5 separate regions of the Sus scrofa genome follow, and all the other regions are linked to region 3. A link is a contact called in public Hi-C and HiChIP or PLAC-seq data. All regions are on one chromosome and are shown on one strand. The core of a region is the stretch at or near the end of the contact, and the rest is flanking DNA. Distances in the headings are between cores, read along the strand shown. Region 1 has its middle 530 kb from the start of NYAP2. Region 2 has its middle 610 kb from the start of IRS1. Region 3 holds the start of IRS1 (insulin receptor substrate 1). Region 4 has its middle 600 kb from the start of NYAP2. Region 5 has its middle 430 kb from the start of NYAP2.

Evidence for each region. A called contact is a pair of places that touch in the nucleus more often than the background predicts. HiChIP or PLAC-seq counts read pairs in DNA pulled down with a chosen protein or histone mark.
Region 1: an H3K27ac HiChIP or PLAC-seq map of skeletal muscle shows a contact between it and region 3. The contact joins the enhancer-like site here to the promoter of IRS1 in region 3. A contact is called at or near these places in 2 of 5 promoter capture datasets (fetal skeletal muscle and liver), 5 of 47 Hi-C or Micro-C datasets (embryonic fibroblasts, fetal skeletal muscle, heart right ventricle and 1 more) and 2 of 2 datasets of contacts at active chromatin or transcription factors (alveolar macrophages and skeletal muscle).
Region 2: a contact with region 3 is called in an H3K27ac HiChIP or PLAC-seq map of skeletal muscle, with 4 times the contacts expected there. The contact joins the enhancer-like site here to the promoter of IRS1 in region 3. A contact is called at or near these places in 1 of 5 promoter capture datasets (fetal skeletal muscle), 4 of 47 Hi-C or Micro-C datasets (embryonic fibroblasts, fetal heart ventricle, fetal skeletal muscle and 1 more) and 2 of 2 datasets of contacts at active chromatin or transcription factors (alveolar macrophages and skeletal muscle).
Region 4: a contact with region 3 is called in a Hi-C map of embryonic fibroblasts, with 2.5 times the contacts expected there. The contact joins the enhancer-like site here to the promoter of IRS1 in region 3. A contact is called at or near these places in 3 of 47 Hi-C or Micro-C datasets (embryonic fibroblasts and fetal skeletal muscle) and 2 of 2 datasets of contacts at active chromatin or transcription factors (alveolar macrophages and skeletal muscle).
Region 5: an H3K27ac HiChIP or PLAC-seq map of skeletal muscle shows a contact between it and region 3, with 18 times the contacts expected there. The contact joins the enhancer-like site here to the promoter of IRS1 in region 3. A contact is called at or near these places in 2 of 5 promoter capture datasets (fetal skeletal muscle and liver), 17 of 47 Hi-C or Micro-C datasets (alveolar macrophages, embryonic fibroblasts, fetal heart ventricle and 10 more) and 2 of 2 datasets of contacts at active chromatin or transcription factors (alveolar macrophages and skeletal muscle).

The regions. Positions count from the first base shown.
Region 1 is chr15:127,556,175-127,561,414 of Sscrofa11.1, reverse strand. No RefSeq gene overlaps it. Among named protein-coding and RNA genes, the nearest start is that of NYAP2, 530 kb to the right of the region's middle. Within about 2 kb of position 2,259, at least 54 of the 83 cell types and tissues checked have an H3K27ac peak or open chromatin away from gene starts, as enhancers often do. A contact at or near this core is called in alveolar macrophages, embryonic fibroblasts, fetal skeletal muscle and 2 more, where this site is marked.
Region 2 is chr15:127,697,745-127,703,349 of Sscrofa11.1, reverse strand. No RefSeq gene overlaps it. Among named protein-coding and RNA genes, the nearest start is that of IRS1, 610 kb to the left of the region's middle. Within about 2 kb of position 2,084, at least 8 of the 83 cell types and tissues checked have an H3K27ac peak or open chromatin away from gene starts, as enhancers often do. A contact at or near this core is called in embryonic fibroblasts, fetal skeletal muscle and skeletal muscle, where this site is marked.
Region 3 is chr15:128,305,816-128,310,976 of Sscrofa11.1, reverse strand. It overlaps IRS1 (insulin receptor substrate 1), which reads left to right and starts at 3,693. Exons shown (of 2, transcript NM_001244489.1): 1 at 3,693-5,161. The coding sequence starts at 3,693.
Region 4 is chr15:127,626,703-127,631,731 of Sscrofa11.1, reverse strand. No RefSeq gene overlaps it. Among named protein-coding and RNA genes, the nearest start is that of NYAP2, 600 kb to the right of the region's middle. Within about 2 kb of position 3,106, at least 4 of the 83 cell types and tissues checked have an H3K27ac peak or open chromatin away from gene starts, as enhancers often do. A contact at or near this core is called in embryonic fibroblasts, where this site is marked.
Region 5 is chr15:127,457,010-127,462,604 of Sscrofa11.1, reverse strand. No RefSeq gene overlaps it. Among named protein-coding and RNA genes, the nearest start is that of NYAP2, 430 kb to the right of the region's middle. Within about 2 kb of position 2,889, at least 5 of the 83 cell types and tissues checked have an H3K27ac peak or open chromatin away from gene starts, as enhancers often do. A contact at or near this core is called in fetal skeletal muscle and skeletal muscle, where this site is marked.

The DNA.
Region 1 (5,240 bases), core at 1,010-3,509, 750 kb after region 3:
TCTCAACAGAACTCTGAATTTTTTCTTTTTCATGACTATGTAAGAGGGCTGTTTATAGGAAAAGAACATCTACATTTTAAATATATAATAATTAACTCATGATAGATCATTTTCTCAATTATCAGTATTACCTCAGCAATCAGACATAGCTTAATAATTACCCTTGAACTAAATGTTGCTTTTCATATGAAATTTTCAAGACCCTAAGATCTATCTAGCTTTGAATTTACACATTCAAGTAAACTTGAGATGCAAGGAGATACTTGAGCAGAATAAGAAATACTGATTGATGCTGTGGGCTTGCCGGCAGGTAGGGGTTTGACCACATAAATCCAGTCATTTATGATTTTTCAAAATTAACATAACCTAAAAATGGCAAATAGTTGTTAGAAAGATTTTTCAATATAATCCAACTGTTCCTTAATGCTCAGACAGGGATTGTATTTAAAAGTGCCACGCAACACACACACACACACACACACACACACACACACACACACACACACACACACACACACACAGAGCCATAGAAGCAAAACAAGTCTTTTCAGCTTGTCATTATGTTGTAGTTCTGGGAGGGGAAGGATCAGCATAGCAAATGAAGATCATGTGAAGGGCATTGTGTGTGCATAGAACTTTCCATGCCTTTTTTCCCTCTTTCTTTCTGACAGAGCTTTGCAGAACAATAAAAATCGTGGCTTCTGATTAGTCCCTGCTTTTTCTCTACCAGGATATGTTGCCATTACATAAAATGGTGGTAATTCTCGTTGCAGGTATAAGAGGGTATCATCATAGTGCCTCTGAATCGTGCTCCCTCTCAGCTCTGCTACCTTAAAGACTAGTGCTTCCTGATAGAACTCAGCCCATCCTTTGAAGACATCCCACTAACTTCTTACAGTAGACCAGCCCTGGATAGTAAAACCCAGTGGACTCCCCTTAGGAGCTGAGGTTCTTTCAAGCCGAAAAATGGAACCCCGACGGAAATCCTCTGCTCATAAAGGTGCCACCATCATTTTAGTATCGCGGATGCAAAGTCAACATGACCGCAAGCACACACGTCCTCATATACACGCTTCTACAGTCATGCTCTTCCACCCTTGCCAGCTCTTAAAATATAATTTCTTTCCTCTCAGGAGACCTGGGGCGGGGGGCAGGGGGGAGGGAGAGCTGAGATTTCAGCCTCTAACTGAACATGTCGCTCAGCCTTTTTATTCAGGCACAGGCACTATAAGAATGTAGTATGTTGGCTGCAACTATTTGTTTGCTTAATTTCTCAGAGTTCAGTGAGGTCATTTTGTCATCTTCCCTGTGTTTTCTGTATTTTACAAAGAATTGCCAGCTTCCAACAACACCCTCTTTCTTCCCATTGGAAATGGAAACACGTCCTCCGCAGGAATTTTCCACTTAGCAGATCCAGCTTCCCTAGCTAGGGCCTCAGCACACCAGCCTGCAATGCTGTATTTCTTTCCACTGCAGTTTGACATTTTTGAGCCAGCACAATGAGTTGCATTCAGTCATTTGAAGTCCTCCCCTTTCTACATCATTTTTTTTTTTTTTAAATAATGCATACTTTCGAGCAATTTCAGGAAGAGAGCAGAGGCTTTTAGGCAACATTAAGTTTAATTAGTTATGTCACTGTCACAGAATCAGAATCCGTTGGAGTAATGCCCCTCCCTCCCCCACAATTTCCCCATTCCCCAGCCCCCTTTCCTCTCCTTCTGGTAAACACATTTAAGGACAAACCTCATGGTCCATATACTCTGCTTGTAATTGTTTGCCTTTGCAAATTATTTCCTTTGGATAATATTTACAAACTATATATCACTGCCTGACACGATGATAAGAGGGGACGCAGATTGCTTATAATCTCAGCTGTAAACAAGAGACGGGAACACGCGCTGGAAAACATGTTCAGTGCCCTGTCTGGAAGCAGCCGCCTCTGCAAATGCTCGCAGCAAAGTGGGAGCTGGGTCGCAGCCTTGCCCAAGGCTGCAGCTTGAGACCCAAACGCCAACGCCAGCCAGCGGCGGCGGAGGAGCCGGGTGGGGGGCAGTCCGCGGGGCCATCCCAAGTCCCTGGCGGGGGGGGGGGGAGGGAAGAGGGAGGAGGGGGGAGGAATTTGGGAGGGTCAACGAAAGGCTGCGTCGAGAGGAAAACAATGCGTGCCTTCCAGAAAGCAAAGGCAGCACACGCGAACACAGATGCCTGCGGGACCCGGCTCCCCGCGGGCAGGGGAGGCGCGGGGCGGTGCCTCCCCCGTCTGGCCGGGTGGTAGCGTCTCAGACAGCCGGGCCGGGGTGGAGGGGTGGGGGGTCAACCCAGCGCAGAGGAGGGAGTCTCCAAAGGCACCGGGATTCTGCAGAGAGGGGAGGCAGGAGGAAGAGGGGATTTGTTCAAGCTGGGAGGGTGGGCCTCAGGATAAAAGAAGTGAAAGAAGAAATAGATTGATGCTGTGCAGGACACCTAGGGTATTTCTTTCAGGGGGTATTACTTCCACTTTTAGGCAGGAACAAGAGCTGGGAGGAAAACAGCAGCACGGGCTGACAGCTCGGAGGTGATCAAAGGAGAGAGCGTGAATGGCTTGCTCGGCCAGCCTTTTATTAAAAAGAGAGGGTGCTCCCTGGCCACTCGAGGCGGGAGAGCAGGGATTAGGATCAAATAGCGAGAGATCGGCCTCACTTCCTTTATTCGGGAGGGAAAAAATGTGTGTGTATATATATATATATATATATATACGGAGAGAGAGAGAGAGACAGAGAATGCTACCCATTCCTTCCCACAGACAAAATAGACATTCTCTCTCATCATACAAGTAAAGAAAAGAAATTCTACTCTTTCTTTCCCAGTGTTGCTGCCTCTGTCTTGTATTAGCACACGATGGATGGTCCGTCGGAGGACATTTTTAAGCGAAGTCCTCCTTTGGGGAAGGTAGCGAACTTTGTGTGAGTCTAATTAACCTCGCAAATAAAGTTTAAGGCCCTCTTGGGATTTGGGTAGAACTTCTCTTTTCCTGGATAACAGGGCAAACTGTTAGCATGCACTTTACTGAGGCAAGCGACTCCTGTTGTAAAAACGAAGATTCCCAGCAGTTTAGGTAAGGGTAAGGACTGCGGAGGTTTCTAATGTGGAAAGGACCTCAGATGCTTTATTAGCGTTAACGCAGGGTTTGATGTCACAATAAGGAAGAAAATGTTAGGCTTCAGCCCCGTGTATGAACTGCACCTTCTGGTTAGAGAAACATGATCTTTACACTTAGAGATGCAACGAAGCTGCGAGGCTTGAATGAAGTGGGAAATAACGTATAATTTATTTTGCCTGAGAATCAGGTACATACACGCGCAAACTTACAACAGTTTTTATCAGCTAAAGCTTTGGGCGATGAGCGAGTTGAATAAGCAAATTAATTTTTACCTAAATTCACATTTTGAAATGTCCATACTCTAAACTCTTTATTTAATCATAAGGTAGTTATATTTTGTTGGATTGTTTTTTTAAACCTAGTACCAGGATTCAAAGATAAACGTAGCAGGGCAGGTCCAGATGACCGTCAAGCAGTCAAGGTGAGCTTAGTTTTTCCTTTAAGAGCCCCCGCCCCGCCGCGCACCTGCGCACCTAAGGCCTGTGAAAGCTTCCTGGCCAAGGACTGAATCCAAGCCACAGTAGTGTCCCAAGACACTGCAATGATAACACTGAATCCTTAACCTGCTGCACCACAGAACTCCTCTACCTCATTCTTTAAACTGCTCTATAACATTTCATGGTTCATTTTATTACGACTCTATTAATACATAAGCGACTATTTCCAATTTTTTAGTATAAGTAATTCTGAAGCTGATGATCCCAGAAATCTCTGACTATACATGCTTTGACTATACTTCCGTAGGCTAGGTTGCATTGGAATAGGCCGGGCAAAGGGTATGGGAATTTAAAATATATAGATATTGCCATATTATTCTCAAAAAGGGCAGAAAGCAATGTATATTCCAACGTGTGTATCACTGGATTACTATTTTCTCACACTCTCAATTACTCTTTATCATCATTTAAAAAAAATTGTCAAGATCCTAAACCAAGGGAGTTCCTGTTTTGGTGCACTGGAAATGAATCTGACTAGCATCCATGAGGATGTAGGTTGAATGCCCGGCCTCCCTTAGTGGGTTGGGGATTCAGTGTTGCCTTGAGCTGCAGGGTAGGTGGCAGACAAGGCTTGGATCCTGCATTGCTGTGGCTGTGGTGTGGGCAGGCAGCTGTAGCTCTGATTTGACTCCTAGCCTGGGAACTTCCATAGGCCTCAGGTGTGGCCCTAAAAAGCAAAAATAAAAAATAAAAAATAGAATGAAATAAAGTTAACTTAACCCAGATAATGTCACATTGACTCCTCATTTGCTTTTTTGATTACTAGTGAGGTGGAACAAGTCTTATCTCCATGGGCCATTTGCATTGTTTCCTATAACTTGCCTGCTCAGATCCTTTGCCATCGCTCTTGGATCCTTTTCTTTATGATTCCCAGAAATTCTTTATAGTGAGAGCCTTTGTTTCTCTTGTGCAGTGTAGAGTTTCTCCCAGAGATGTGTTTATCTTTTAACTTTAATTATGGAGACTTCATCATAGAAATGTCTGAAGTCTTATATAAGCCAGATCTATCAGTCATTTATTTTGTGGATTCAGGCAGTGTCCTGATTAAAACTGGATAAAGAATATATGTGCTATATTTTGTATTTTAGACGACTAACTCTCTAAAACTACTTCTATTTCCTTCAGACCATTCTGTGTTGAAATAAATGGGCACTGCATCAACACATCAGTAGGACTGTGCATGCATTTGTTCTTTTTACCAAACCACAGTTACATCTTCCAATGTACTTAAACGAAGACACTGCCAGTACATGAGCCCACTGAGGTCTGTGGCATGAATGGAGGGTAAGAAAACAACAACCAAGAAAAAACTTCGGAATAATAAATTATTAAATAAGTCATCAGATCTTATTGGGCTTTTGGAAAAGTTAATGTACTCAAGACTTGTTTTCGCATAGGATTCTATGAGCTAAGCCATTTGCTTTGGTAAATAAATGATAGCATCATCTTGCTTCCTCCTAATGTAGTACACCTCCTCTCTATAAAGTTGGAGGAAAGAAGTGTTCTTTGATGCAATAGATTAGTGTTAAGAGCATGACTTGCCACCTACTGGGGCTACAGTAGGTATTAACCAGCAAGTAATCACTGGGGAAATGCCAATAAAT
Region 2 (5,605 bases), core at 835-3,334, 610 kb after region 3:
AAGTAGAAATCAAGCCCATTCAGGCTGGGTCCAAAATCTCATCATGATAAACTGTTTCTTCTTCATAAGTTAACTCTAATGTTGTATGAAGGAAAAATTAGTTCAGGGAACAAAACTAAACAGCTCACTTAAAGAGCCCCTTCTACGTGTCTCATAAAAGAATAAAGAGAATAGAAAAATAATCATTGTACTTGTAGTTCCAGATGCTGGTAAACTTTTCAATACTCATGCAATTTGTACCTCAGACTAAATAACTGAATATTTCCTGAAGCAAGGAATTAGTTATGTAACTTGGCAATAATCTGACTACGTGACCCATGGGGAAAACCATGGCGTATGACCTAACTGCCAGAAAGTTTTAAGATATAGAGTGAAACTATTTTTATTGTTGTTTTATCCTTCCTGCGTGGAAAAAAAAAAATGTTTCAAGCTATTTATAAACCGTGTTTTCCCTCAAGAGCGGAGATCACAAAGATAAATGCTAGCTGCCAGAAAAGCCACAAAGGAAGGTGATGTTCTTTATTATGGCATCTGAGAAGAAAAGCTCTCAGGTTGAAACCTAATAATCTCCAATTTCTGATTCCAAGTCTACTGAGATGTTCAAACTTGAGTGTGGTCCTTGGTAAAGTACTGATTTCTGAAAGGTAGCTCTGTCTTGCGGAGGATCTGAAATGAGATCTAGCAGAAATTTCATTCCAGTTGAATGAAAAACACAAAAGGAAGGGTTCTATGGAGCTCGAAGTCTGCCAGTGAAAGATTTACTCCATGTGTGAAAGACTGGAGTGTCTTTCCCATAGCTGATTTATGAATTGCTTTATTAAGAAAGTCTTACGTGGTTAATATTTAAGTACCTGCTTGAATATAGTTATAAATTCCTAAGTAGAGAACCCATAAATTGAATATGAATGTGCACTCCAAATTACCTGTCAAAAAATAAATTTGTGTTTATCTATCTACCTAATTATTTCCTAAGAAACAGTATTATACCTAATTTGAATAGAATGCTGTTTCTATTTCAAAATTTAGATATTTCTAAAGATGATTAAGTATTAATTTACAGGGGAATTATTATACTTCGTTTTGGAATAAACCTGTCTAAATCTATGTCATGAAATGTACCCCTTTCAGACAGGATTACTTTAGTGATACCCTCTCATTTTATGAGATTTCATGTGTCATCACATAACTGGATATGTTACTCTCCGTACATAGCCTAATTTCCCACAGTCATAACTCTTAAACATTTTTCAGATTTTTTTTTCAGTAGGACAAATTTGGTAAGGTTATCAAATTATTTGACTGATAGACAAAATTTTATCTGAACTGTATCTCTTTTCAAAAAAAAAAATCAGTGATGAAAGATGTCTATTATATAACTCCTCTTGGATGGATCCCTCCCCTGTTAACCAACTCAGATTTTCAGGAAGCTTGAATTCCTCCAATTCCATTTTAATGCCTTTTTTTTTTTTTTCCTCATTCTGTTTCAGTGGCAATGAAGAACAGCTGGCCACCATCCTCTGTGATAATAACCCTCCATATAGTCGGAACTAGAGTGGTTTTGGACATGGTACTTACAAGGCATCTCCTTGCAAATGATGTAACCTATTTGGTATTTCACCCTGCAAATAGCTAAAGATTCCTTATAGCCAAGTCGTCCAATGACTCTCAAATTTTAGCTCTGTGTAGTATAATGCAAGCATTTTCTGCCTCATCTATTCAGGAATGGCTTTTGAGAAGTTTTCACAAGAAAATTTATTGTGTTTCATTTATGACATACAATGTAAGGAGAATGGAATGCTTTTCTGTTAGGATTTGCATTGATAATGAAAGGTTACCATAGTGCTGGTCTGCTTTTACCAAATTTGCCAAATTCTGAAGGGGATGCCAATTAGAAGGCTATAATGCTTTTCACTGCAACAGACTGAGACCACTACCTGGTGGTGGGGACCCATCACTGTTGGCTGGACCCAACTTCTAATTGGGAAGAAGGCAAATGCTAGATTGTACAGTGTTTATGAAGTGATACCAACCATTTCAAGTCATAGCCACACCCCAAGAAGGCTGAGGAAGTGATTCAGTCTTTCTTAAGTCATCTTTTCTATTAGTAGCAGGGGAGCCAAAAGTCTGAAAACACTCACATTTTGCTCTCTTTAGGAAAAAACAACATTGATTTTAGAGGCTTTTGTTATGGAGGCCAGGGGGATTTTTCCCACTGCAGCTCAAAAGAAGCTGGGTTTGGATTGGAAAGCCAGACATTTCTTGGCTTGAGTTTCTCACTTGAATGGGATTTGAGTGTGCCCCCTCCTCACCTCTCCAACCCCTCAGCCGCTAGAAGCCCCACCTCCTCCCTTGGACCATATGGGGAAGCTGGCTCAGTGGCTGTTATTCTACCGCCTCCAAGTTCACGCAGCTGTTCATCCCTGCTTGATGTACCGGTAATTACAGCAATGTGCTCTTCTTTTTCCAATCGTGTAACTTTTTCTAATAGAAATTGATTTGTTTTTTAGCAATTTCCATGCCTTTTGTTTCTTAATAAGAAAGGGTGTCTTGTGGCATTGAGGGATTCCATTTTCTGTTAAAAAACAAACAAACAAAACACCCCACAAAATTTCTATATCAGTTCCCAGCTCCATAGGAGGGTTCACTGGACAAGCCAAAATTGAGGAAGGGACTTAAGTGGGTGTAACTAACTTGATATGAATAGGTCAGTTGGGAAACAAAGCAAGTTCATAGCCCTCTGCACATGGAGGTGGTGAAAGAGCATTTTTTAAAAATGTGAAACTGGGAAAAATGAAAAAATACAAATTGACCTCTGCTTTCATGATCCAAATTCAATACACTCTCAAAGGATTTTTAAAACAAATATTTGAAGAGTTCTTCACTTATATCTTGGTTCTATTTTTTGGAGCATGCAAATTTTTTTGCTTTGATATTTGGGATTGGGTGGGGGACTCCAGCAATAGGAAGGAATGCATCCTTCCCTTTAGCTACGCCAAGCTCAGAGGCATAGATCAAACATCTGTTTGCTCACACTGTCATTTCATCTGTGGATAAAATAGATCAGCCCAGGAATCTCCACCCTTGTATCTCCCTACATGGCACTGGGAATCACCCCCGCCAACACACACACACTAATCATTAAAATTAAAAATAAAATGTTTAAAGCAATACTTTTTTCAACCCCTTAGAATATTTCATTTGGGGGCACTTATTTTTAAAAATTTGTTAAGCAGCAGTTGTAGCAGAAAATGCCAAGATAAATCCCTGTGTGTGGATAGAAATCTGAGTTCTCCACAACACACAGAGCTGATTAGATCAGTAGTGTTGATCTAATCTACTGATGAGATAACTGGTGATCTACAGATTCATTTTACTGAATAGTAGGAATGAATGTTTCCTTTATATGAAACTTTCAAAATTTTCATATAAAGTAGTAGCAAAATGAATATTTCCTTTATGCAAAAATTCAAAATTTGATGAAGTTGAGAGGATGACAGATTGTGATTGCAAATTGGATATGCCTCATTTGATGTTTGAAAGATTCATAATTTAAGGTTTAGCTAAAGTTATAAAATATATATTCTGAGCCCCAAAACTTTGAGTGCTAAAATGTATCTATATCTTCTTAAGGACGTTAATTTTATTACTTGAGTATTACCTTTATGCTAATAATGACTAGTAACACTAGAATTGCCAGAAATCATCTATCTTCTCCTATACTCTTTCCCATCCCCTAACTCCTTACAAAATCTTTAGTTTTTTCTTAAATTCTTTTTCAGAAATTTTAATACATCAAAGTGAGAAAATGTGAAATATTCAAATTAAAATTTAGAACTAAATAATTTCTAAATGTGTAGTAAATTTGGCAAAACCGTTGCTTTCCTCAAAAACCACAGCAGCAGCATGGCAGCATTTTTCTTCCTCTGAAGTCTTTGGTTAGAAGCTCCACATGTGACAACGACAGTGAGAAAGATCTGTGCTTCATTCCTAATAAATACAGCACCTGAGACTAGATCTGATTTCACCCTGTGGGAAATCATGCTTTCTTATTTTACGGAAAGCAAACATGTTAGGTTGTGTATTTAAGCAAGCTTTGAGAATTAGGGTCTTCTAGAATGTGTAGCATGACTCTAATCCAGGAGTCTATCCTAGCTCAAATTCTATTTCTTTGGCTGAGTACATGAGTATCTTCAAGGAGAATTGTTTTTAAAGCTTTATGTCATTTTGATATACATTAGACCATCAAAGCTGTACATGTGATCTGATGAATGTCAAAATAAGCAGTTATAGGGAATTCCCGTTACTGCTCAGTGGTTAACAAATCTGACTAGGAACCATGAGTTTGCAGGTTTGATCCCTGGCCTCGCTCAGTGGGTTAAGGGTCCAGTGTTGCCACGAGCTGTGGTGTAGGTTGCAGACGCAGCTCAGATCCTGTGTTGCTGTGGCCGGCTACTACAGCTTCCATTAGACCCCTAGCCTGGGAATCTACATATGCCACAGGAGCGGCCCTAGAAATGGCAAAAAGACAGAAAAAAAATTAAAAATAAAAATAAGCAGTTATATGATAATCACTGCTCACACTTACCATACTCGTTCATTCAGCAAATACTTAGTTAATTTTATTTTTTTCTAGCTGTATTAAGGAATAATTGACAAATAAAATGCTATGTATTTAAAGTGTATACTCATTTAATTAGCAAGTACTTATTTAATTATATTTTTTCCAGCTTTATTGAGGAATATTTGAGTTCTGTATATTTAAATTGTACAACACGATGGTTTGATATTCATCTACATTGTAAAATGATTACCACTACCAGATTAATTAATGCATTATTTTTTTAAAAAGTTACCTTTCATGGAGTTCCCATCATTGGCTCAGTGGAAACAAATCTGGCTAACATCCATGAGGACATAGGTTTGATCCCTGGCCTTGCTCAGTGGGTTGAGGATCCGGTGTTGCTGTGGGCTGTGGTGTGCATTGCAGACCTGGGTTGGATCTGGTGTTGCTGTGGCTATGGTGTAGGCCTGCAGCTATGGCTCCATTTCCACCCCTAGCCTGGAAACCTACATATGCTGAGGTTTGCGGGCCTAAAAAGACAAAAAAAAAAAAAAAAAAAAAAAGCTACCTTTCATGTGTGTGATAAGAATGCTTAAGATTACTGTTTCAGCAATTCCAAGTATGCAATAGAGTATTATTGACCAGTCACCATGCAGTCACAGTCTGAGTTTGAAATCTCAGAACGTATTCATCTTATAACTGAAAATTTGTGTTCTTTGACCAGCGTCTCCCCACTTTCTCCATACATACATTGCCTCCCCACCCCAGCCCTAGAAACCACCATTTTACTCTTTTGTGTGAGTTTGATGGATGGATGGATGGATGGATGGATTAGTTTCTACATGCAAATGAGATCATATAACATTTGTCTGCCTCCACCTTAGGTGTCCTCCAGGTTCATACTGCTGTCACAGATGGAAGGATTTCCTTTTCCATGGCTAAATAATATTCTATGTATGTATGTGTCTTTCGCATCCTTATCCACTAATCCATTGATAGACACTTAGGTTATTTGTTTATCTTGGCCATTAGAAGTTCAGATAT
Region 3 (5,161 bases), core at 2,444-4,943:
GCATTTCTTTCTATTCTGTATATGAACCAAATGTGCATTTCCAGAGTTCTCTCAGTGCATTAATAAAAATGTAGAAAATGTGAAATTATCATATTAATAATTATAATAAATATTAACCACCTTTAACGTGGGTGGTAAAACATCAGCAGGTAGGGAGAAAGGACAATAACATCCTATGCTCAATGATTAGCTACCACGTGAAATCCATTGGTTTGGAAAAAAATGGCACAGCAATCTGGCTTATTTCACGACTTCTTATGAATATTTTAGCCACCGAAACTGAATTTCTGCTTTAAGCGGAAATTCTTTCCCACTGAGATTTTTTTTAAAAAAGCTTTTATAATAATTAGTTTTATGTGATCAAAATCCTAATCTTTCTGTGATGATTATTCTAGAATATTTGCAAATTTTAAGTTGATCTTCCAGACCTCTCTTTCCAGGAAAGGGTACTTTGTTTTCCATAGAGGTATATTTCTTTTTTCTTTCTTTCTTTTTTTTTTTTTTTTAGCTTTGGGGAGGAGGGTTGGGGAAATCATTTCAAAAGTAAATAGATTTGGTTTGTTTTTCCTATAAAATGTGAAATATTCTCCACCCCCATCCGGCGCTAAACATCAAACCTGTAAAAAGCCCTTTGGCCTTAGATTACACTGTTACTAGTAAACAACTGTTTTATCTTTTTTTTTTTTTTTTTCCTCTCCAAATGTAAAACCAGTTACTTTACTACTAACTTCGGACTACCCCGCTCCGCATCCCTCTTCTCTGCTCACCACAAAGCTCGCTATTACCCCAGAATCTCGGTCACTGTTACTGCCGCCTCGTTACCAGATTCTATCTGCTATTTATAGCTTTGCTGTAGTGGGCACGTGTGCCCACATCACCAGGCTGTCAGAGATAGAGAAGGACGGGCTTTCAATTCAACAGCGTATACACAAATTACAGATTAACCAGGTTGAAGTGAGGCTGCACGATGGCAGGGAACACTGTGAGGGAAGAAATGAGAAGCTCCTTGGCTTCGGTGGGCAGTAGCCCCTCTTCAGATACTGGCTTCCCCCAGTTCACATATCGTACGCTGCTGAATGGCGCCTTTGGTTCTTTTTCGTTTCTTTCTTTTTTTCTTTTTTTCTTACTACGCTTTGCAACCTACCTTGGTACCCTCACCCTCTCTCCCTACGTCCCCTCCTGCCAAACAAGGCCTGAGAGACAGGCAGTCCCACCAATCAGCAGGCTCCCCCAAGAAACTCCCCGCCCCTCACCCTGGTATTAGGCCCAGGCGCGCTCCTCCACCGCCCAGTCCGTCCGAACACTGAGCATGCCCAGTGCCCTACTGCTGCTTTTCCCCGCGAGCAGGGTCTCCAGCGCTGAGAGGGGGCGGAGACCCCAAACCCGCCAGGAATGGGGTGGGAAAATAAGATAAGCCCTAAACAGAGGGGCTAGCGTCATTTTCTAAAGGGTCCTTAATGCCAGCTGGACAAGCAGAGGGCAGCCTGCTTGTTTACAGGTCAGCTTAAAAAAACACAAAAACTTTAGGGGATCATTTGCTTGTGGTGAGCCTGATACCGCAAGGTAACTGTGTAAGAGTCTGTCCTTCTCATGAAGAACTCATTTTCCTGTACAGTTGAGCTGGCACCATTCTTGTTTTCTCCCGATTATCCTTGTGGTCAAGGGTAAAAACGTTATGGGGTGGTTCAGTGGGTGTGGAAGCTGTGTGTGAAACAAACACTTCAGGCAGTATTTACATAGTAGGGTTTTGGCCTTACAAACCCTCTGTAGGTCCCTAACATCTTTTGGAAGTCATAAATAGATTTCGGAGTATGACGAGGGGCTGGCGTCTCATTTTTCTCCCCAAGCCTTCATCCCAAGGTGCGAATCCCCGCCCCCTCGCTGGGGGTGGGGTGGGGAAAAGGAGAAACTGGATATTTACGTTTTCTTCCTAATTGATCTGCTGCTAACACCGCAACGCGGGAGGTACAACGCTTCTCAGAGATCCCTCTTGTTCTCGAGTGCCCATAACCCCCCAATCACTGCCCTTGGGCGTTCCTTTGAGGTACCTCACTGCCGCAAATGCGGGGATTCCAAGGTGGAAGGCTGGCTCCTAAGTCCTTTAGAAAACCTCGCAAAAACAAAGATTTCACTATGGCCTATCACCCTGAAACTGAAATCCAGCTTTTATATTTCCAGGGAGAAAAAACCTCCCTCCGGAAGAGTCGATCTTACCTGTTAGGAAAGATTTAGCCCAGCTCCCGCGCCCCCTCCTCCCGGACCCTCCCAGGCTAGGCTCTGTAGCCGCAGTGCCCGCCCCCCAACTCCCCGCCCGTCGCCCCCCACCCTCACTCCTGCGTCTTCCCGAGTTCGGCACACGCACACCCCCCGTTTTCCCAGATTCCCCTCGTGCTTTCGGGTAGCCACCCAAACACCCCCGCCCGCGCCCGCGGCGGGGATTCCTGCGGGCCGGGGGCACCCTGGGTGGCGCTCGGGGAGGAAGGCTCTGCGCCAGGGCGGGCGGCCGCGCAGGGGCGCTGCCCGAGCGCAGCGCTGAAGCCGGCGCGGGCGCCTCTGCGGCACGACCGGGGGGCGGAGAGGGGCGGGCGCGGGGCGGGCTCAACCGGGAATGTAGAGACCCAGGCGGGAGCCTCCCGGCGGCGGCGGCGGCAGCCGGGCTGCGGAGCGCGGAGGCTCCATCACGTGTTTCTCTCCTGAGTGAGACGGCGGCGCGGTCGGAGGGGGCCGACGCGCAGAGCCAGACGCCGCTGCTTGTTTTGGTTGGGGCTCTCGGCAACTCTCCGAGGAGGAGGGAGGCGGGGAGAAGTAACTGCTGCAGCAGCGCCTCCCGGGGAAGAGGCGTCTTCCCCGACTCCTTCCCCAACCTCCCCCCTTGCCTCCCGCCCTCGTCCCCTCCCCTCCTCCCCTGCCGACTGGAGCGAGGGGCAGGGATGAGCCTGTCCCTCCGGCGCGTCCCCAGCTCCCCAGTAGCGTTTTGCGTGGAAAAGCCACTTTCTTCGCCTGTGGAGATGGGCCCGAATGGGGGCTGCAGAGGACGCGTCCGCGGGCGGCGGCAGCAGCAGCAGCAACAGCCGCAGCGCCGCGGTCTCTGCGACTGAGCTGGTATTTGGGCGGCTGGTGGCGGCGGGGACGGTTGGGGGGTGGGAGGAGGCGGAGGAGGAGGCGAAGGAGAAGGAGGAGGGAGAACCCCGTGCAACGTTGGGACTTGGCAGCTCGCCTCCCCCTGCCCAAGGATATTTAATTTGCCTCGGGAATCGCTACTTCCAGAGGGGAACTCAGGAGGGAAGGCGCGCGTGCCTGGAGGGGCAACGCGGGGACCCCCGGCCGCCGCCGCCTGCGCGCCGGACTCCAGCCCTGGCGGCGAGCGATGCATCTTCTCTCCTTCCCAGCCGCGGCGGCTGAGAAGAGATTTGGCTCCCCGAGGATCCGGGCTGCACTCACGCCGGACGCGCTGCCTCCCCCCAGGGCATGAAACGCCAGTAAACTCCGGTCGGGGCTATCTCCTTGGCGCAGCTGCTGCGTCCTCCCTCGGCTGCCCCTCCCCGGCGCGGAGGGCGGCGTGGATTTCGGAGTCGGGGTTTCTGCCGCCTCCAGCCCTGTTTGCATGTGCGGGGCCGCGGCGAGGAGCCTCCGCCCCCCACCCGGTTGTTTTTCGGCGCCTCCCTCTCCTCGGCGGCGGTGGCGGCGGCAGCATGGCGAGCCCTCCCGAGACGGATGGCTTCTCGGACGTGCGCAAGGTGGGCTACCTGCGCAAACCCAAGAGCATGCACAAGCGCTTTTTCGTGCTGCGGGCGGCCAGCGAGGCTGGGGGCCCCGCGCGCCTCGAGTACTACGAGAACGAGAAGAAGTGGCGGCACAAGTCGAGCGCCCCCAAACGCTCGATCCCCCTGGAGAGCTGCTTCAACATCAACAAGCGGGCGGATTCCAAGAACAAGCACCTGGTGGCCCTCTACACCCGGGACGAGCACTTTGCCATCGCGGCGGACAGCGAGGCCGAACAGGACAGCTGGTACCAGGCCCTCCTGCAGCTGCACAACCGTGCCAAGGGCCACCACGACGGGGCCGCAGGCCCCGGGGCGGGAGGCGGTGGGGGCAGCTGCAGTGGCAGCTCTGGCCTCGGCGAGGCTGGGGAGGACTTGAGCTACGGAGACGTGCCCCCAGGACCCGCCTTCAAGGAGGTTTGGCAGGTGATCCTGAAACCCAAAGGCCTGGGTCAGACAAAGAACCTGATTGGCATCTACCGCCTCTGCCTGACCAGCAAGACCATCAGTTTCGTGAAGCTGAACTCGGAGGCGGCGGCTGTGGTGCTGCAGCTGATGAACATCAGGCGCTGTGGCCACTCAGAGAACTTCTTCTTCATCGAAGTGGGCCGTTCTGCAGTGACGGGACCCGGGGAGTTTTGGATGCAGGTGGATGATTCTGTGGTGGCCCAGAATATGCATGAGACAATCCTGGAGGCCATGCGGGCCATGAGCGATGAGTTCCGCCCTCGAAGCAAGAGCCAGTCCTCCTCTAACTGCTCCAACCCCATCAGTGTACCTCTGCGCAGGCACCACCTCAACAACCCTCCGCCCAGCCAGGTGGGGCTGACCCGCCGCTCACGCACAGAGAGCATCACTGCCACCTCCCCGGCCAGCTTGGTGGGCGGGAAGCAGGGCTCCTTCCGCGTCCGTGCGTCCAGTGATGGGGAAGGCACCATGTCTCGCCCCGCCTCTGTGGACGGCAGTCCTGTGAGCCCTAGCACCAACAGGACTCACGCCCACCGGCATCGAGGCAGCTCCCGGCTGCACCCGCCTCTTAACCACAGCCGCTCTATTCCCATGCCTTCCTCTCGCTGCTCACCCTCCGCCACCAGCCCGGTCAGCCTGTCGTCCAGCAGCACCAGCGGCCATGGCTCCACCTCGGACTGTCTCTTCCCGCGGCGGTCTAGTGCTTCTGTGTCCGGGTCCCCCAGTGACGGCGGTTTCATCTCTTCCGATGAGTATGGCTCTAGCCCCTGTGATTTCCGAAGTTCCTTCCGCAGTGTCACGCCGGATTCCCTGGGCCACACCCCGCCCGCCCGCGGTGAGGAGGAGCTGAGCAACTACATCTGCATGGGGGGCAAGGGGGCCTCCACCCTCGCTGCCCCCAATGGCCACTACATTTTGCCTCGGGGTGGCAA
Region 4 (5,029 bases), core at 1,857-4,356, 680 kb after region 3:
TGAAAATGTAGAAATCCTTGTTTAATTTCTGTAACTGAATTTGATATCTGCCTTCATGAAGTCAGTTACTGTGAAGAGTTGATTTCCTACAGCAATAACAGAAAATGTGTTTTGACACCACAGTCAGTGAGCTGTAAATTTACAGTTTTAAGTTGGATGCTAAGAAGACAAAGCAAACTGAGTCACAAACAAGACAGGAAGTAGTTTCAGTTGTAAATCAGACAACAAAAAACCCTAAGACTTTGGTTTTGCCCCTGGTAGTAACTCTGGTTTGTTTCAGGTTCTAGGGAGTGATTGTCCCTTGACAAGAATTAAATAGAGGAGAATATTCAACTTTTAAGTGTTATCAGCTAGACATGAGATATTTTATGAGATGATAGAGAGTAGACAGAGCTATTTAATGAGATGATACTTTTACTCAGGTGGCCACCATAGTGGCAAATTATCAAAAGCCTTCTGTTTCTCTGTTTCCTGAGTCTTAGAATAAAGAACAAGTTTCTTGTGCTTTATGATTATGTGGCATCATACTTGGAATTGCCCTCAGTTCAAAATGCCCTGCAATAGTCCAATTAGAAGATGTTACAGTAAAATGAAATCAGTACACTAGACTCAATTCAGGAAGAACTGATACAATGTTTTATGAAAGTCATTTCCATTCTTCCTGAAATTTTTTGCTTGAATTCTTCAGAGAGTAAATTCCTAGCCTTATCGTAAGATCCCTTGGGTAGCTTTGCATCATTTCCAAAAATTGCTCAGATTTTCTGTTCATTTTCCCTCATTTTCTAAATTCATGGATCTGAGCATAGGGTTTATGAATTGTGGTTTATGCACTATGGTTTATGACTAAGGAGGTAATGATTTTTGATTTTTTTCCCCGTTTTAACATCAAATTGCAGTGGTACTCTCTTCAATTCATCATTGGTAAAATATTTTATGTGCATTTTTCTTAATTTTGAACTTTAAAATTACTGATAGTTTGCTTAAGTATATTTTACAGACTGAACTACAATGACTTCAAACTTAATCCCTAATTTTGCAATAAACTGACATCAGTAAAATATGTCAGCAAGTAATGTGGAATATTGCTAAAATCACTGGGTTCAATGTTTGTTTAGAAGGGAGCCCAGGAAATGAAATGTCTTTCGAAAGACAAATCTTGATATGGCACATCCTGTAACATTGTTTTTCTTATGCCCCTGTCAATTTCCCCTTGTGAATTTCAATTTTTATTTTTCCCTACTTGATATAACCAAACACTTTTTCTTCACCTAAAACTGTAGCAGGGAAGAAACATGGACTTTAGCATCAGAAGAGCCTGGATTTGATCCAAGTCCCCACTTAAATTATCTCTGTGATGTTGGATAAGTTATTTGACCTCTTTAAATTTCATTTACCTAATCTGTGAGGTGGAGATTTAATTTTTACATTTTGGGGCTAATGTAATGTCAAATGAATTGATGTTTGTGCAGCTCCAAGGGAAAAACATCAAAATCAGTAGCCCTGTTGGGTTGCTGAGAAGTCTATAGCACAAAGAGGTAGAAACTTGGGTAAATCTTATGACTGTTTTTGGCTTCAAAACTTTCATTCAGTTTTTCATTAAATAACAATTTATCAAACAACTCAACATGCAGCTGTAGTTACAGAAGAAGAGAATACTAGTAGTAGTAAAGGCAGTTATGTAAGCACTTTACAAATACTAACTCATGTAAATCCCATAATGATTTTGTGAATAAGATGTTATTTAGATCTTACACATGAGCAATTGACCAGAGGGCTTTAGTAATGCATTCAACGCTACACTGCCAGTGGTCGTGGAAATAGAATATGAGCCCTAATACACTGGCTTCTAAGTCTTTGCTGTTACAACCACACTATTATTCCATTAGGAAAATTCTTTAAAAGGAAGTTATGGAATCTGATTAATTTTAATTGTACTAAGTGATATGAAGGAGATGCACATGGTGCTATAACATGAGAACACCAAAATCCGTCAACAAATTTCTTCCTAAGACCTTATTCTACTCTGCGGAGTGCATGACTCCTAGAGTCTCCTCAACCAAGCTCTTCTCACCATTGACAATTCATTATGAACTGGAAATTGAACAGCTAGTGTTTGACAACTTATATGCTAGATCTTCTGCAAAGAAAAAAATAAATGGCCTAAGTAATTACTCTTAAATATTATAATAGAAATTTTACATTAATAATAAAAAATAATAATAAAACATGGTCCAATTCATTGCTGTTCTTCAAACTCAAAATCTCATTGATAAAAACTTCTCTTTGTAACTATAGGATACAATACATTTAAACAGTTACCAAAAAAGATAATCACACATGCTGTGACCATTGCTAACATATTTGATAGTAAGGCCTTGCCCTGGCCTGATGGAACCAGTGTCAAGAAAGAAATGTCACTCTAGGTCGAATCACAGGAAGAGTAGCCAAGGCTGTTTTTTGTTTTGTTTTATTGTTTTGTTTTGTTTTTATCTGTGTGCTTAAACAGTTATTTTGTTATTGATATGTTATAGGTGGCTTTTGACAGAAAAGAAACTTAATCTTTGTCAGAATGTAAACTCCTTGACAACAAAAACTTATCTGAATCACTGCCCTATGTACTATGCCTAAAATAGTACGACACAAAATGCACATACTAGGTACTCAGAAAGAATCACTGGAATGTTGAGTTTTGAAGAGATATCTTTTTGCTTACGTCAGTGCTAGTCAACCAAGGAAGTCTGTGTGGAATGCAGCATGATGTGGTTAAACACTGGCCACTGCATTAGGATTCTAGTCCAAGCTTTGCCACCAACCTGGTTTGTGATCTGGAGTAAACCACTTCATCTCCCTAGTTCTCTCCTTCCTCAGCTCTGAAATATCCATTTTACCTCCTAAAGTGCAGAGGAATACATCTCTTTCATGTCTTGTTCTTAATTTTATCTTGCCAGAGGCTTATAAGTTTATTTTTGACTGCAATTAATGTTTTGTCTTGTGGTAGTGGGAAGAGAAACATAATGATGCACAAGCAAAACCAAATATGCCAAAAGAATGCATGTATTTTCCCTCTAAAAGAAGTACTTGAAGGTTTCACATGGTGAGGAGAAAACCCCACTGATTAATTCTGCTCCTGATCAGGGCACTGACTCATCATATAACTAAACACACATCAGATAGTTGCCTTGGGCCAACCCTGGTTGACTCATAATTTATGGTTTAAGATGAAGATCTGGCTACTTTTGATCTTCTCCTTGCAAGAATTTCAAAGATAATACCCCATGTGCCAGCAGAACCAACTTGACTACCACAGAGGATGTACCCAACACCCATTATGCTGATTCATTGGGGGAAGAAGTAGCAACAATAGAAATGAGGTCTAAAATATCCCTTTCAAATTTGTACCTATGGCTGCAGAAGCCAACACAAGTCATGATCAATTGTGTAGCTTTGAAGAATTATGTAGCATCTGAAACCATACATAGACTTTAAGAAAATAACCTCTACTCCTATAACATTAGACACAGAAAACTAAATGTTCCCCCAAAATCTTTTCCCATCTTATAACCAATTTCCACTTAATTTTTACACTATTGCAGATTATAATCTTTAGCAATAGAAGTTGAGTTTAGTGTGAATTGAAGGATCTGTATCAAGTATCAATACCTGAGGGAGGGAGGCTCCATCAAGACAATTCAGCAAAGAGAGAAGTCAACTTTTGAGGCAAGCACAGCAAAGATTTGACCAAGCACAGAGAGAGCATTGAAGTACATGTAGTCTCTCAGATTTGCCTGTCAGTGAGTTGCAATGACTGGATTTTGGCACCCCCTTCCAGAGAGGTCATTTCCTGAATACGGGCTACCCTGGGAATGATGTGAGCTCAGGCAGGGCCTCTCTGTTTCTGAGGAGGACCCTGAAGGGGGTGACAGGTAGAGGCTTCTTGTGGTCAGCACTACCAACGACAGGCAGTAGACCTCCTCTGAAGAGAACATGAGAGATGAGTCCTTAATACCATGCATATCAAACAATGAATAATCTTTGAGGAAAAAGACAGATTCTGACCATTCTTCTATGACTCAAGTATAATCATTTGAGAATAAAAATCCTATTAAATAATTTAGTATGAAGGTCTGGGGAGCTAATATGAAGCTTACTTTCTACAACCTACACATTTCTTGAAGGCAAGGACTACATCCCTGAACTCTGTGTTTTATTCTGAAATACGTTAAAGAATCTTTAAACATTTATCTATTAATGAGCTGGTTCTTCCCATTGGCCATTTCTCCAGGTAAGGACATGATTCTATGCCTCCCTGGCTAGAAGGGTAGAGCTTATGCCAGTGGAAAAAAAATATATATGTAATTTACTAAATGTGAAATAGGCTTGCACTAATCTTATTTTTCAACGTCTCAGCCGTTTGTTTTTAGTATATCTTGTCATAAGCCCAAGGAAGATGGCAAGGTTCTAAATTAGATGAGTGCAGAATAGATAAATTTGTTTCACTCTATCAAAAGGACACCATATGCAAATATGTGTAAAATTCAGAAATAAATAATATGGCTCATTCCAATAAATATTTAAAGCATTTTCATTCCTTTATATGGATTTTTTTCAGCTCTATTGAAAAACAGAAAACAAATTTATAATAGAGAAAGTTTAATTTGGGGAGAGTCAAATGGGCCTCCTATGAAACCCCAGAATCAGGCAGCTGTATCCACTTGGTCACTATGGTATTGAACCCAAATAAGCAAACCTATAAGGCTGCCCAGATGAGAAGAAGGAGAACAAAGGTTTCCTGCAGTTATCTCGTGCCCCAAACACACCCAATTCCTCTCTCAGACTCATTTATCAGGTAACTCATTAGTTTTCTTTAAGATTATTTCATTTTTTTATGGCCACACCCATGGCACATAGAAGTTCCCAGGCCAGGGAATGAATCTGAGCCACAACTGCAAACTACAGCAGCTACAGCAACATGGGACCCTTTAACCCAGCGCACTGGGCCAGGAACCAAACCTGCCCCTTCACAGTGACC
Region 5 (5,595 bases), core at 1,640-4,139, 850 kb after region 3:
TAATAGTCACCAAAAAAAAAAAAATAGCCAGCTATGTAAAATGTTATCCATTACATCACTGTGGTCTATGTAAAACTTCTCTTGAGTTATTTCTTTTAGATTTAACACCAGCAGAAAAGTTCTCGTTGAAAAATTGGCATTCTTCTTTCTCAATGAGAGCTGTGACATTTATCACCTTTCACATTTTTACCCTGGATGCCAGAAATTCATAGTCAGTTCTGAAATTTAAACATGGTGACTATGTTATCATTCTCTAAGTTTAGCTTGCTGTGCTTTTCTATTTTCAATATTCCTGATTTTGTGTTTGTGTTTCTCTAGGCTCATTATTGCATAACTTGATATAAGCCTATCAAAGTCATAAGCCTAAATTGAAGTGTTACTCAGCAATATGCAAAAGATCCAACATATAACAACTAGAAGGAGCATTATGGGAATTATATTGAGTGATAAAACCAATCTCCATAGGTCACATTCTGTGAGATTCCATTTATAGATTATTATGAAAATAACAAAACTCTAGGGGCAAACAGCAGATGAGTGTTTGTCAGGGATTTCGGTGGTTGAAGGAAGTGGATGAGTTGGACTAGAAAGGGGTAGCTTGAGAAGAATCTCTGTGGTTCTAGATGAATTTTGTATCTTGATTGTGGCAGTGAATAACCCAATCAGTATGTGATAAAATAACTTAGAACTATACAGACATTTCGTACTAATACCATCTTCCTGGTTGTGGTATTATACTTTGGTATTATCCTTTAAGATGTAACAATTGAGGGCACTTGAGTGAAAGGTAGATGAGACACTCTTTATTATCTTTGCATCTTTTTGGTTACCTGTGATTATTTCAAAATAAGAAAGTATAAAAACAACTTTCTTATTTCATATGGGAATTTTATTATATGTAAATTATACCTCAAACAATTGTTGATTTACAAAAAGAAGCATCATTGTCATCAACTCCTAAATAATAAATAAGCATACTGGAGTGATCCTAGGTTTGAAATCCCTAAGAAAATAACAGACTCCTGGAAATAAATAACATGCCATTTGGTTAGAAAAAACCTTCTCAGGAAAATACCTAAGAATATGTACACTCAGCCCACTTGTATACATGAATATAGTGCTGTTAGCGTAGAGTGTAGGCAGTCAGTCTGAATCAGATGGGGTTAATCATCAGAGTACAGTGATAGAAGTGCAAATAAGCAGAAAGGAAAGCTCTCAGAAGGAAAACAAAATGCTTTATCTGCTCAGCCAGCAACACCAAGGCCAAAAGTCAAGCAGAAATGGGTGTAGACACAGGTCAGGGAGAACCAAAGACAGCACAGGCATGATCAGATACCTCTAATATAAGAGAGGGCCTGTGGGAAATGTGCCCCAAGCTTCATCCTCCATAGCTTTGTCCCCAAAGAATGAGAGCAAGGCATGGTGAAGATCACGCAGTCTGTTACTTACCTGGCCCCAGGTTTGGGGTGGGAGATGCTCATAAACCAGGGTTTTCTCTACTTTGGGTGCCATCCAGGCAGTCAAATGATGAGACAATTATAACACATAATTTTTAAACTATCCCTCACCATCTCTTCAGATCACTAATAGTTAATAGTCTCATGGAGAAATTAATTATTCCTGGAGCTCGTGAGGGACAAAGCTGTGCTACGTGCTTTGATGGGACCGAATCACTGGTTTCTGAGCAGCAGTGAATGATTCTTCCAGAAATTGCTCAGTTAGCATAGATGAAAAACTATTGGCTTGATTTGATTTCTAAAGATCAGACTTCCGACACAGGAACATGTGGTTGAGGATTTCTCAAAGTGCAGCCCTCAGGGCCAGGGATTCCCAGGAAAATGAGAGATCTCAGGCCCACAATTGCTAGGTCTCAGGAGTCAAGGCCTGGGAATCTGCATTTTAACAAACACAGGCGTACTGCTTATGCTAGGACCTACAGGTAGAGTTGTAGTTGCGAGGAGTAGATTGATCAAAAACTTTCTTTGTTCTCCAATAGTGTCGTCTCATCCTCTGTATAAAGTTGTAGATGTTGGGTAGAACAAACTAGAAAGATTTGCCCTTCCCCTCCTGGCCCCACATTGCAGAGCCTAGAATCAGAAATAACCAAGAGGTTTATAAATGAGAGGAGAAGATGTTTCCACCCACAGAGTAATTGGCCCCTGTGTAACATAGCATTACTAGATTCTGAAAAGTCTTTGAAGTGCACATGGCTCAAAAGAAACTAAGAATGTAATTCTAGAAGTCCAGACTTGTTTCCTTAGATACATAACACTGCACAAACAATTTGGTTGCAATTTCAAGGCAGTGGTTTCACAGTTATTTGATTAAATGATGATGCCTTTTCATAAGAAGGAGTCAAACTGATAGCACGTCAAGGTTTTTCCTAGCGCCACAATTTAAAATTATAACTTAGCCTGCTTATAATGATATTTTTAGTTGATTCCTCCTGCATATAAATACATTTCCATATATTACTCCCATAACATTTTCCTCATGATCACAGAGGCTTCTTTTTCAACAAAGTCAATACACAGGTTTTCTGTGACCAAAAAAATATATATATATACATATATATATATGAGGAAAAGAAAGATAACATTTAGCTACTGAGAAACATGTGCTGTCAGCAAAGATGGTGCCTCTCAATTATTGACAAGGAGTACTTTCACAAACCATGGGCTTTCCTTACATTTTACCACTCTTCTCAAACCCAGGACCTTCAATTAGGTGACCTAACATGGGGGGCAATAAAGAAGAGACAGAGATGCGAGACTCAAAGCAAGCAGGCAAGAAAGCTGGAAAATGCTGATGAATCACTGTGTATTCTGAAACAATGAGGTCATGCATTTTTTCCCATGAATAGTTATCTCCCTTTTTACTATGGGCTACATCATCCATTTTATTTGGGATTATTTTGTTTGGGTGTCAGGGATATTTGTTCCTATGACCACCTTCTCCCCCATAGAAACCAACATTTTATCTGCAAACACAAGACACTGTATCCTTTGAAACAGGTAGCCCCAGTGTTGCTCAGCTGTTGCCCTTGACCTTAAGAGAACTTTTATTTTTCTCTTTACTCTTCAGCCCCACTTCTACTTCCATGCCAGTGTGACATTTTGGACTTTCTTCTGAAAAGTTTGCCAGCAGTGCTGAACTCGCCAAGTTGTACCAAAATATTTGATGTATGTTTAATATATATTATGTTGAACCACAAGGAATTACTTTTGCCAATTGCCTTGTCCTTGATAGAGCAGGCAGCTTGATCTAAACTAGATTATAGATAAACGTGTCTGTGTTTTTTGAGTGTTTTTTAAAATTTTTTGTAATTTTTATAGCTACAGTTGATTTTCAATGTTTTGTCAATTTCTGCTGCAAAAGTGTCTGTCTTGATATTAAAACATTAGTAAACTGGAAATAAACTAGAAATATCTATCTAATTCTTTCATTTGCCACTTTAGATTTAAAGTAGAGACAACATAAAAGGAATTTACTCAATAAAAATTTGTTTTTATTCTGTATTATCAGCAATCTGTCACTTTTTTAAAAAATTACAGAACACAGAATTTTTTTCTCTATTTTAAGTTGGAGACAATAAAGTTACGAGGAGGAAAAAAGTAAATAAAATGCACATAATCATAATTATTTCTTCCTGAAGAGAAATCTAGACCATGGATTCTGCTTATATTCATTGGATGCTAATATTATTAAACCCATATAATAATATCACAAAAAACAAGTACAGTATTGTTTTATTTTGGTTTGTTTTTTTAGGAGGTGTAACTTCAGTGTTATAAAAATCAAAATAACTGTTTATTTCTATGACTTAAAGTGAACCAGATAGAAATACTTGTGATGAGGGTTGTCCATAACATACTTTAGTCTTCCTTCATGCATTTATTCAATTTTTAAATACCTACTGTGTGCTATGCAGCAATACTAAGCCTGAGAATACCTCCATCATCATTAAATAATTCTAAAGGTAAAGCTTTCACTATTTGAAAAAAATACTATCATCTCCACGATAGACAAATAATGTTCTACAGAAATGATTGATGAAAATATTAATTTGAATTTTAAAAATTTCTTTCAAAATAAAAATAGAAATGAATAAACTGTTCCATTATGTAAGTAATTTTTCATGTTAAACTAGAAAGATCATCAAGACAATCTTAGCAACTTCACCTTGGTTTTGGATGACCTCTATATCTTGGGCAGATCTATGCACCAGCCTCCTCTATTCTGCTCTAGGGTGCCGAAGTTGACCTCTATGGATCCCATTACTGTGCTACCTTGCTCTCTAGCTGGGATCAGTCCAATGAGAAGCACTCATAGTAGACTGAATTGGAAGAGGAGAATGTGGTCAGGGCGTTTATTTCACCATAATTCTCCTTGCAAGGTGGCCACGGGTTGCCCATGGAGCTAACCAGGTGGGTCCTACCCATACATCTACCTTTTCCATGTTCTGGTAACCCATCTCTCTACTTCAAGTGATGGGGTGGCCACCCTAGAGATGCTAGCCAGGCATGTGCTGATCATCCCTTATTGATTTCTATAAATCCTGCCCACAATGTTTAGAACGGAAAGGATATCTATATTAAAAGTTCATTGATTATATCATTTGAAAGAGCCATCTATTTCTGGCAGAACCTACCATGACACATGCATGGATTACTAGAATTTAATTTAAGTAGCCTTCATACAGAATTTTAAAAACAAATCATAGGAGTTCCCTTCGTGGTGCAGTGGTTAACGAATCCGACTAAGAACCATGAGGTTGCGGGTTCGATCCCTGCCCTTGCTCGGTGGGTTAACGATCCGGCGTTGCCGTGAGCTGTGGTGTAGGTCGCAGATGCGGCTCAGATCCCGCATTGCTGTGGCTCTGGTGTAGGCCGGTGGCTACAGCTCCGACTAGACCCCTAGCCTGGGAACATCCATATGCCGCGGGAGCAGCCCAAGAGATGGCAAATGACAAAAAAAAAAAAAAAAAAAAATCATAAACTTTGCATCAGCTCCAAAGTTTTTTTTTCTATATTCTCAACAACTAACCTGCATTTGATATATTTATCAAAACTTACCTGCATTGAAAAATTAAAGACATAATGTTCCAATAAAAATATATTTACTATTGTTAGCACCATTATAATTGTTTTAAAAGGAAGATTTGATTTGCTTGTTTAAAGAAAAAGTTAAATGTCTATTGACTAGAGTTTTAAAAGCAGACAAATGCAACTATGTCCAAAATACATAATTTAATTAGACCTATCAGTCTTTTAGTCCATTAAAGTATTTGCTTCATGTGGACAGCAAGAACTGTTCTCCTGAAGGCTGTAATCCACATACCTGGCATTGGTTAACCTATGGCAGATTTTCAATTAATTTTTATGTGTTGAGTTTATAAAGAAATGAAAGTTTATTCCATTTTCTCATTAACTGGAAAAGGGAATCTAAAAGTTTAAAGTTTGATAACTACTTTAAATGCTCTATTTTTAAAAAAAAACCCTATATCTATCTGAGATAGAAAGATTAATAATATAATTATCATTATATTATTAACACACAAAAACTTTGAGCTGCTATGATTACGGGATTAGATTT